4 separate regions of the Zea mays genome follow, and regions 1, 2 and 4 are each linked to region 3. Evidence: chromatin contacts called from public Hi-C data. All regions are on one chromosome and are shown on one strand. The core of a region is the stretch at or near the end of the contact, and the rest is flanking DNA. Distances in the headings are between cores, read along the strand shown. Region 1 holds the start of LOC100284472. Region 2 holds the start of LOC100285594. Region 3 holds the start of LOC100276690 (60S ribosomal protein L31-like). Region 4 holds the start of LOC100272725.

Evidence for each region. Hi-C and Micro-C count contacts between places; a contact is called where the count stands out from the background.
Region 1: a Hi-C map of leaf shows a contact between it and region 3, with 5 times the contacts expected there. The contact joins the promoter of LOC100284472 here to the promoter of LOC100276690 in region 3. A contact is called at or near these places in 9 of 25 Hi-C or Micro-C datasets (bundle sheath, ear, endosperm and 4 more) and 1 of 3 datasets of contacts at active chromatin or transcription factors (leaf).
Region 2: a Hi-C map of leaf shows a contact between it and region 3, with 2.8 times the contacts expected there. The contact joins the promoter of LOC100285594 here to the promoter of LOC100276690 in region 3. A contact is called at or near these places in 6 of 25 Hi-C or Micro-C datasets (ear, leaf, leaf mesophyll and 2 more).
Region 4: a contact with region 3 is called in a Hi-C map of endosperm, with 4 times the contacts expected there. The contact joins the promoter of LOC100272725 here to the promoter of LOC100276690 in region 3. A contact is called at or near these places in 6 of 25 Hi-C or Micro-C datasets (bundle sheath, ear, endosperm and 3 more).

Annotation. Positions count from the first base shown.
Region 1 is chr1:192,173,230-192,175,929 of Zm-B73-REFERENCE-NAM-5.0, forward strand. It overlaps LOC100284472, which reads left to right and starts at 1,360. Exons shown (of 7, transcript NM_001157367.2): 1 at 1,360-1,667; 2 at 2,372-2,700. The coding sequence starts at 2,391.
Region 2 is chr1:192,270,992-192,273,691 of Zm-B73-REFERENCE-NAM-5.0, forward strand. LOC100285594 reads left to right here and starts at 1,381. Exons shown (of 3, transcript NM_001372307.1): 1 at 1,381-1,548; 2 at 2,166-2,700. The coding sequence starts at 2,285.
Region 3 is chr1:191,857,610-191,860,309 of Zm-B73-REFERENCE-NAM-5.0, forward strand. LOC100276690 (60S ribosomal protein L31-like) reads left to right here and starts at 1,288. Exons shown (of 2, transcript NM_001291563.2): 1 at 1,288-1,456; 2 at 2,240-2,700. The coding sequence starts at 1,368. The coding sequence ends at 2,519. LOC100273018 reads left to right here. Exons shown (of 11, transcript NM_001147468.1): 10 at 192-244; 11 at 385-832. The coding sequence ends at 462.
Region 4 is chr1:191,589,349-191,592,048 of Zm-B73-REFERENCE-NAM-5.0, forward strand. LOC100272725 reads left to right here and starts at 1,394. Exons shown (of 1, transcript NM_001147178.2): 1 at 1,394-2,606. The coding sequence starts at 1,511. The coding sequence ends at 2,041.

The DNA of each region.
Region 1 (2,700 bases), core at 110-2,609, 320 kb after region 3:
AAGCTCAATACATCACACAGTGGAGTAGGGTATTATGCTCCGGCGGCCCGAACCACTCTAAATCCTTGTGTGTTCTTCCCGTTTCCACCTAACAGTCAAAATGCTTAGGCCCCTCCTCATCTAAGGATTTAGGACAGGTGCATTCCGCCACCCGGCCGGAGATTTCCTCTCCGACAGTCCCGAAGTACTGATTTCTTTTCTCATGGATGGATGAATGGATCATGGTTCGTGGATGAGTGCTTGTCGATGTGGTGATGTCTGAAATCTGGATAGTTTGTGCTAGATGTTAGTACCTAGTTAGCCCTTAATTGGGGATGGGGATCCATTGGGGGCCTGAAACCCGAACGGGGATGTGTATGGGATGAGTTTTGCACCCATGATGGATATGTGGATAGGTATGAGGATGGATCAAACATGATGCGAATGGGTCTGGGATGCTATAACCCGGTGGGGAATTTCCCATTGACATCTCTACTTTTGAGCATTATACTATTGGCTTGGCCTTATGATCACTTCTATGACTTAGACAAACCTATCCTTAGTCCATTCAACCAGTCTAGGTCACAAAGTCTTCATCGTTTTGATCTTCCCAACTTAATTACGCAGTTTCTTTTAAACTTAGCTCCTGTAACATCTTTTTCATATCTAATCATTATAACCATTTCAGTATGTTCCAAAATGTTCCTGGGGCCTTTTAGAACTTACCCAAACGCTGAAACCACTCAAGGTTATTTTCTTCCAAATTATGCCCTACTCACTTAGTTTTGAGTTGTTTCTCACTTGAGTCTTCCATGTTTATTCTCATGAACCTGTGACCATACACTTAGCAAAATAGTTACTTCATATTGTTATGATGAGCATCAAACACCAAAAAACATATAAATGACTTAAAGCCCATTCTCCTTTCACTTCTGGTTCCTCAACGGGCTACGGCTAATGCGGCACCAACATTGAACGACCAAAAACAGTGTTAGATGGTCTAGATCTAGATTTAGATGATGAAATAGAGAGAAGAAGGTAAAGGAGAATACTTCGCCTGCGTAGCTGGATTACTGGGGTCGCCTGTGAGGAACCACCGAATATCAAAACTGATTTAGTCTAAAACAAATTATACTTTTGGGATAGAGAGAATATTTGACACACTGGTTAACCTTAAGTACTTGACGCACTGGTTAACCTTAGGCCCAACCGCCCAAGCATCCACATAAGAATTTTGTAGAAACGTAAGGGCCAGGATAGCCCAGCAACCCTCGAACGGGCCCGGCCCATGTGAATCGTACCGTGGCGCAACCCCGCTTGTCCGTCCGTGCTCTCGTTGGGTAGTAGGTTGGCGAATCCTCCAGAACTTGAGCTTTCCGCATCCTCCGACCGAGACGAGGCAGAAACCTTCCTCGATCTCCCCTTCCCCTTCCCTCGCTGTAATTCCATCTCCGTCTCCATCTCGTTCCCACCACGCCGCTCCCTGTCGCGGTGTCGCCATTGCCCCGGCTTCCAAGCAAAATCCCGCTTGCCTCGCCCCAAGCATTCCTGCTTTCACCCGGCCGCCACTCTTCCCCAGTCCCCGCCACTCAAGGAAGGCGGAGGATTTTATCTAGTCTTGCAGCGCGGCCGTCTCCGTCCCGCCTTCTGCGCCTCCTGTGGCGTTTGGAGCATCTTCCAATTTTAAGGTATTTCTCATTTGGGCTCACCATGTTATGAAAGAGCGGAGGTATTGCGCACTGCTCGTTAGTAGCAATTATACTGTGTATGCATAATGCATCTCGTTCGTTAGCTTGTCATATCGCGTCTGCGACGACTGACGAAGCCATGGATTCGCGCTGTGGATTCATGCCATCGAATAACGGTTCACCCTGTAAAAGGGTTCACCCGAGAATGTGATGTTATCTGAATGACTGGATCCGGCGGACACCTCTTTCGGCGATCCGTGGCTTCCCTTGCGCCCCATGTTTTCTCAAGATTTGCGTTAGTTGACTACTCTAGTCTAGACTGAGGGCAAGTAAAGAATAAAACCATATGTGTTGCGTTGTTTAGTACTTTAGTAGGCAACCACCATATAAGAAGGCAGGATTTGCGTTGCTCAGTGTGGCTTCCTGAATGTGAAGCGAGTCGTGCAGTCGACAACGTTGCTGTTTCTGTTGTCATTGTCTTGGTGACGCCGATATCCTGCGCTCTTGTGGATAATTTCAAGGTTCAAGACACACTATATAAATTGTTGTTGCCGGTATGCGTGTGTTTTGCTGCTTGAACGATTCGCGGTCAGATCTCAGATGAACTAGGTATTTGGTTCCGGGCAATGCTCTCTATTTCGAGGCTAATGCGTCCATATCTTGCTGTGCTATTCCTGACATGCCATTTCCACATTACTCTGCAGCTGACACTACTTGAACTTAATGCGGCTCTACGCACCTGCGCTCTGTCTGCTGCGATCAAGCACACATCCCCACCCTAATCAGTTCCGTGCAGGATTCACGCAGAGCATGGCCTCCTGGAAGTGCTCGCACTCGCCGTCAAGCCCGTACCTTGCGAAGTCGGGTTTAGTCGATTCTTCTCTTAACAGGAATGTAAAGTCTTCTCAGCCACAAAGTATAAAATACTTTGTCAGCTTAATGGGCCAGCAGTTCCGTTGCGGATTGTCAACCAGGGAGGGTAGCCTAAGTGTAAAGCTTGACATTCCTTCACACGAAAAATCAAGGATAGGCT
Region 2 (2,700 bases), core at 131-2,630, 410 kb after region 3:
AAATTCATCTTACTCTAGCAGTTACAAAAAAGATAATTTTTGGTGCATTTGAACTATTACTAATTATTAGAATTTTTGTCTTTTTTGTAACTGCTAGAGCAAGATGAATTTGACCATGAAAAATTTTGTATATAGATGAGGTAAACACAGATGTACATTCATGTTTTTTTTCAATTTTTTTGGAACTTTTTTAGTAGATTTGCACGGAGTCTGCATCAAAACATGATTTGTATTATATATGTTCCCTTCTTTTAATTATATACATTTATTAATTATATACATTTAGTTCTAGTAAGGTTATACTACAGCAATAGTGGAGAGAAATAAAATGAACTTTTTTTCAGCAGAAAAGGCAGCACCAGCCGGGCGGCCGGGCCTGTAACCACCGCACGGAGTGGATCTGATTTCGCACCCGGGCCAACTCAACGGCCCAAAGACCGTAGGAAGTGGATCCATTCCGTAAACCTCCAAATGGGCCGGCATCTTCCTTCCTGCTTGTCAGCTTGTGTGTGTGTGGGGGGTTCCTGTGGAAGATACGTCGAACCTGGACGCTTAGCTCAAAATGGCGTCCAAGTTCAACGAACCGCCGCTACTGTACATGGAAATGCAGATGTGACGATTGGCCGGGGGGCATTCCTGCGTCTCGAAAACGGAACGGGTGGAGACTGAATCAGCAACGCATCGTCGTCGTAATGGCAAGCGATAACAGCGAGCGTAGCAATCTTTTTTTTTCTTGTCTTATTCACGGCCAAAATCCGGTGATGATGTCGAAAAACGCGAGGAATGCCGCCGTCACGCGTGAGATCGGCGAGGAATGCCGGCTCGTTTTTTCTCTCCACGTCACGAGACAAAACAGGAACAGCTTGGTTTCCCCGTGTTTGAGCTGTCAGTACAAGGAAAAGGAATTAACCCCGAGCACTTTGGCTCTATCCGATAGTAATTTTGATTTAGGATTTGCTTCGATTTTTTTTTGGTAAATGAAAAGATTTGCCTCATCTGGTATATATAAAAATCACGAGAACACAGAGGACGGTCGGTTTCTCGCTTTTGAAGGATGGAGATGCCTGTGGGTGTGGCCAGGATAAATTTGGCCCGCTATGACGGAACGGAACGGTTCTCCGCTGCAAAAATCAAAACGATTCTTTTCTATTTTTATAGATAGAAGATGAAATCCTGCGGTTATTACAAATAAATAACAGCATCACGCCTGGCACAGCTCAGTAGTCCGTGATCTTCCGTGGAAGATGAGGTGTGGCCTACCTCACACGCCACTGCGCGGTGCGCGCAGACGGGCATCGCGCCACGACAGACGAGTGCCGGGTTGCCCCCCACCCCACCCTTTTTTGGCTCGCACGCTCTCCCTCGCGCTCGTCGGTTCGTGCGTCTTGTTCCCACCGCCGCCGCTCTCCCTCATCTCCTTCCAATTTTTCTTCCAAATAAAAACCAGCCGCAGCGGGAGGTGGCGCGACGCGAACCCACCCACCCTGCGAACCCGGCCGCGAAATTCTCCTCTCGGATTCCGCCGCCGCGAACCGTCCCCTCGACGAGGTACGCATCGACGGCTTCGTCGGACCAGAGTTCCTGTTTTCATTGCGCTTCATTCTCGGGGGGGGGGGGGGGGGGGGGGGGGGGGGGGGGGGGAGTGCTTTGGCGATGTCGGGGACGGCGAATCGTCTCCGTCCCCAGGCGCGAGTCCGCTCCCTGCGGCGGTCACGGTTCGTTCGGGGTTCGGATTGCCCCGTCGTCGGATGCTGTGCAGGGACCGCCATCGGGGGGTTGGTGCGGTCGTTGGATTGGTTTTTGGGGGGGTTCAAGTTCCCCTTCGTTTCAGAAAAAATGGCCGTGTGTGTAGAATAATACGTATCCATTTATTTTTTCTTCTTCTAGAGCGTCATGCTTGCCAATCATTTTAGCCCGAGCAGTGCTAGTGGATGCCTATGGACGGCGAGTCTGCGAGGGTTGCTCGGATTTGTTGCTCGGTTTTGCCTACCGTTCGTAGTTCGATCATCGCAGTGGACTAACATGTCCTGATTGCCAGAAAACGTAGCTTTCATTGCTAAGGTTATCCCTTAGTGACTTGCATTGTAGACTTGTAGTAGTATTTTCTCTTCTTCTTCACAAAATGAAATAAAGGTTCTGACCACATGCATATATATACTGTGCAGGCTGCTGCCGTAGAATTTTCTTATCATTCGAATAGTTGATGAGCGAGAATACAGAGCAAGAATCTTGATGGTGCGTGTGGTACAACTTGGTTAAGGAAAGCTGACTGCTTGAAGTGACCATGTTGGACCATCTTGCTATCATTGCGTCTGAGTTAGGGGACGACGCAACGGATTTTGAGGTTGATGGCATCGACAACCTCAGCGAGAACGATGTCAGCGACGAGGAGATCGATGCCGACGAGCTCGCCCGACGAATGTGGAAGGACAAGGTCAAGCTCAAGAGGATCAGGGAGAGGCAGCAGAAGCTTGCCCTGCAGCGGCTGGAGCTGGAGAAGACCAAGACAAAGAAGATTTCAGACCAAGCCCTCCGGAAGAAGATGACGAGGGCCCAGGACGGGATCCTCAAGTACATGCTCAAGCTGATGGAGGTGTGCAATGCCCGAGGGTTCGTGTACGGGATCATTCCTGAGAAAGGTAAGCCTGTCAGTGGTGCGTCCGATAACATCAGGGCCTGGTGGAAGGACAAGGTGAAGTT
Region 3 (2,700 bases), core at 38-2,537:
ATCATAGTAACCAGTGCAGAACATTACGATACCGAAAACAAACACATCGCATCACCTGCTTGTATCCTACTGTTGTTTCTTTGTGGTGATGTGGTCTCAACCAGGAGTACTTTGTTTAGTTGCAAATGTGATTCCTGAGTCAGTTTTGAGATCTTTACTACTTGGCCATAAATTTTGTTCTTTTGGACTAGGTTTATGCACCAGCATGCCACCGGAGAGGATGCTACCTTTTGCTGCACGAGTGGTAAGGCACCTTTCATAAATGTACTCTGTTGCAACTTGCAAAATACTTAGAGGAAGATGCCACGTGTAATTGCACATCAGAATGCATGGGTTGCTCGCCTTGTTCTCTTATAGATGGAAGTGTTTGTGTGCAATACGCAGGCTGGTTGTGGTTGCAGAGGTCTGGGGGCTCGAACCAGCCTTCCCCATCGCGCAGACCCACGCCTGGCTGGCTATTGATCCGAATTCAGAAGGGCTGCATCCTCCATGACCACCTGCCTGCACCCCGTCCAATGGTTGTGAATATTCCAGTCCCGATCAGATCAAATAAGTCATCAACTATTAGCAGCACATGAAGACTATCATTGTGATAGCTATTATTTTGCGATGATTATGCAACTATATGGTTCCAACTTGCTAGCTCCAGGCATACCAGGCCTGTGCACCTTTTACGGGTGTAGAAAGTTATACAAATTCCGATTGTCACGAGGTGTGGTGTGCCCTAATCAAAGCTAAAGGTGAAATTATCAAAACGATACAAAATCGATTGTAAAGAGGTCTTGAAGTTTAAGACCCATTAAATTTTCTATCAATAAATGTAGTCTAATGTATCTATCATTCACACAAATCTTCTTTTGCGACCCATGTCGAGACTCTATGCTTTTATGTTGTGTGTCTATCTAATATAATTATAAAGCTCACTATCTAAAAATCTAATACAATAAAGTATTCCCAAATTAGAATTCGTTGTAGTCTTTTAGTGGATTTATACAATAATTCATGTATTTTATACAATAATTGATTTATACAATAATTGATGTATTTTGTATATGCTTTTATGTTCGCTAATTTGGTTTAGCGCCTATTTTTGGATCCCAGTTGCTAAAATCAGCACTATGTCTAGATGCCAATTAGAAGGTGACATTTAAGCCACATACAGCCCACGGGCCACGGGGACCGAGCAATGGGCGCATGAATGGGCTAGCACACCATCCGGCCCATGTAGCCACGTCGTTCTGTGGGCAGCTCATATAAAATGCAACCCCAGTATCCGGTAGGGTTTTCCTCTCGCGCCGCCGCGGAACACAACACCGCACCACACTACCCAGCGGAATCCGCCCACCCGCACCCGGAGCAGAGGAGATATGTCGCAGGGGAAGGGAGGAGCGTCGAGGAAGGAGGAGGTGGTCACCAGGGAGTACACCATCAACCTCCACAAGCGCCTCCACGGCTGGTACTTCTCCCTCTGGCCACCTTGCTGCGGGGGCTGCACACTGTTCTCGCTGCGAGATCTGGCTCGCTTGCGAGATTCTTCGTCTCGCTGCTGATAGTATTTAGGCGCGGTAGCGGATGGTTTTTTCTATTCGATACTACTCGTAGACGAGATCTGGCTCAACTAGTGTATGTTCTGTGTGATCAGTTATATACTATTCGTACTCTGCTTAGGAGCACGAGGAGATGAAACAGTACGATGACCTTGCCTGCTTGTGGTTTGTAGTATTTGTAGCGGCACTGGTTTGGTATTTTCCTCATTTCATTTGCTAATTAGTTTGTCGAAAGGTAAATGTAATAGGCATCTAGCTCCGCCCTTTATTACCATTTGGAATTGCAAAATTTGCTGCCAGTTAGGAATTGATGAACCTATATTGAGAAGGCAGATATAGCCTGTATATGCTCAATTAACATTCTTATCAGGTAAAATTCTAGTGACTGTTAGAGTTTGCTTTTAACAAACCATGCAAGGCTTAGAAACCTCATGAATCATGACTAATGAGATAGTGTGCATTTCATTGATTTTGGCTTTGTCTATGTATGAGTATACTCAAATTGTTAAGCATGACTAGAAGGTTGGCTGCTTTGATCCAATGTGTTTTTTTCAGTTGCTGAATGCTTATCCAAGTGTCTTCTGTTATCTGCATGACCTCTCGTTCCTGCTTGACATTGTACTGTTACTGTAATTGAAGGTTACTGAATGCCGCGATCCCACTTCTTACCAACATTTTCTCATGTCTGGCAGCACATTCAAGAAGAAGGCACCCAACGCCATCAAGGAGATCAGGAAGTTTGCGCAGAAGGCCATGGGCACCACGGACATTAGGATTGATGTGAAGCTCAACAAGCACATCTGGAGCAGCGGGATCAGGAGCGTGCCGCGGAGGGTTCGTGTGAGGATCGCCCGCAAGAGGAACGACGAGGAGGATGCCAAGGAGGAGCTCTACTCCCTTGTCACCGTCGCGGAGATCCCCGCCGAGGGCTTGAAAGGGCTGGGGACCAAGGTCGTTGACGATACCGATTAAGCTGTCGCGTTATCTACATCTTTAGAGAGTTCCTAGTTTGTATTTGCAACAGCAAAACCTTTTGTATTCACAAAGTTGTCTATTTCCGCAACAGAATTGCATGGCTAGTTTTCTTTTCATTGCTGCTGCATCCTTTTCTTCATTATCGCCCCCTGGGAAGTCGCTGCTCATGGGACAAGTT
Region 4 (2,700 bases), core at 144-2,643, 270 kb before region 3:
TGGGTGAAATGTTGATGATGTGACCCAAAAAAGTGGGAGATGAAAACATAGAGGTGAAATGTTGATGATCTGACCCAAAAAAGTGATATATGAGGAAAAATTTAGGGGTAACGCTTGCGCATATCCTGAACCGTGGAAAGTTCCTGCACTAAGCACGTGAAGTGTGTTGCGTCTTGCACTAGCATTAGCCGCCTTCGGGTGAGGAAAAACCGCACGCAGATAGTAGTGGCTCTCCAGCGCAGCCGAGCGTCAGCCTTGTGTGTGCCTGCCATCACGGGAGCATAGATTACGCTGGAGGTGCCTTGTGTGCGTCTTAAAAGATAATCCAGTTGCATCATGGTGATAAAGTAGTGTCATGGACACGGCAGCATCCCAGGCAAGGCATGGTACATTCGGCTTCGACGGGCCCTTCTTTCTCTCGAGGTTTGACGGGGTACGCTTGCCAGGAAAAATATCGAGGGTCAACACCAAACGCTGGTTTTTCTCAACACCTCCTTGTCCCTAAAAAACACAATACAATGAATATCTTATATATACTCACTGTTTTTTAAATATTGCGCTGGTCAAGCTTTATTAATTTTGACTAAAAAATTATTAGTAGCGTTTGTAACTCCACGCTGTTTGTGCTCTCTCAAGTAGGTTGTACCCAGGTGATCTTGTTTTTTTAGCGAATGGGACCATGATTAGCAGCTGATCTTGTTTTTTTAGCGAATGGATTAGCTGCTGCTGAAGGCGAGGGATGGGAAGGAAAGAAAAAAAAAGAGACGACGATTCTTCCCCCTTGTGGCGGCCAACAGGGTGGTCGTAGTTGCCGCATGCGTCGCGGCTCCGGGACATTGAAAACAATATCACCTTGGATTTGGTCTCTCTGGCGTAGGGTCCTCTCTCCTCGCCCTCTTGCGTGACAGACACAGAGAAGCTTGCCGTTACGTAGCCCGCGCAGCCGCCGCCGTGCGCCGTAGCCACGACACGAGTAGTAAAGTTGCGTACTCCTTCCTACGAACCGACCGACAACACAAAAAAAAAAAAAAAAACCGTCAACAGCGGTCACGTGCGCAGTGGATGGATGGGTGGGGAGGGAGAGGGAGGAGCATTTGGGCCTGGGCGGCGGCCGGCGTCGACTAAATGCGAATCCGCCGAGGCACAGCCAGCTAGCACAAAGATCAAAGTTCCATTCCACCACATTACAGGCTTGCTGACAGGCACACAAGATTACTCCTCCCCCCCCCCCCCCCCCCCCCCCCCCGCCGTCCCAACGCCGTACCCAGGGGCCAGGGGTGGGCGGGCGCACCGCACCGCACGTCGCTGTCGCGCGTCGGCCCGGAGAACGCGTACGCCGCCCGTCTCCTCCCTCCCCGCGATAAAAGGCCTTCCCCTCCTCCCCAGCCCCCACCAGCTCAGGCCAGCCGTGCGGCAGCTTCTCCCCTCGCCTCCCCCCCTCGTCTCCGCACAGAGAGGGCTCCTCGCTGCCGTGTGCCGGGCTTCACTTTCCCCTCTCGTCTCCTCTCCCATGGCTCAGCGCGACAAGAAGGTGGAGGAGCCGACGGAGCTGCGCGCGCCGGAGCTCACGCTGTGCGCCAACAGCTGCGGCTTCCCGGGCAACCCGGCCACCAACAACCTCTGCCAGGCCTGCTTCCTGGCCGCCACGGCTTCCTCCTCCGCCTCCGCCTCCGTCTCGCCGCCGCCGCCCTCCTCCTCCTCCTCGTCGCCGGCGGTGCTCCAGTTCGACGAGCAGCAGCAGCAGCAAAATCCGAGGCCGCGTGCGCCGGCGGCGTCCGGGCCCACGGAGGAACCGCCCAGGCCGGCCCGGGCGTCAGCTCCGGCTCCGGCTCCGGCGTCGTCCTCGTCCGTCCGCCGGTGCCAGACCTGCCGCAAGCGGGTGGGGCTCACGGGCTTCCGCTGCCGCTGCGGAGACCTCTTCTGCGGCGCGCACCGCTACTCGGACCGCCACGACTGCTGCTTCGACTACAGGGCCGCCGGCCGCGACGCCATCGCCAGGGACAACCCCGTCGTGCGCGCCGCCAAGATCGTTAGGTTCTAGGCGTCTCGGATCCGGCCGGAGGAGCTAGCTAGCTAGCTAGGGGCGGGCACACACACGCACACGCGGTGATGGGCGCCGAGATCCGTCGCCGGTCCTCATCGCCCTCTATAGTCCGTCCCCCCTTCCTCTCCTCCTCTCCCTCTTTGATTGTCCTCTCCTTTTCTTCTTGCTGTCATCTATTTTTATTGCGAGGGGGAAAAATGATTTGATGGTCACCGATCGATCCGTCCTTGGAGGGTGTTGGTTATGTGTTGATCGCCATGCTGTTCTAGAAAATTATTCCGTCTACGAGGACGACGATCGACGAGAAGCGTCGAAAAAGAGAGGGGAGAGAGAATGAAGACGAAAAGAATAGTGCGATGATAACGTTGTTGTTGTTGTTTGTAGCGGTGGTGGTGGTGGCTGGTGGAAGCGATATGGTTCGGTTCGGTTCGGTGTGCTCTTGTCCTGCTGCGAATCACAAATTCCTGTTGAATTTTTTTTATATATCTTTGTATAAAACGAAATTGAAAATGTTTATATGGTGTGCCATGACAGCTATAATACTACCCATTTCATTCGTGTTTGTGTTTGCTCTTGTGTTGTGGTGGTGACCGGTGCGGTGTGCTCTACCACACCATCATGGTTGGTTGGATGGATGGATGGATCAGCTCACCAGC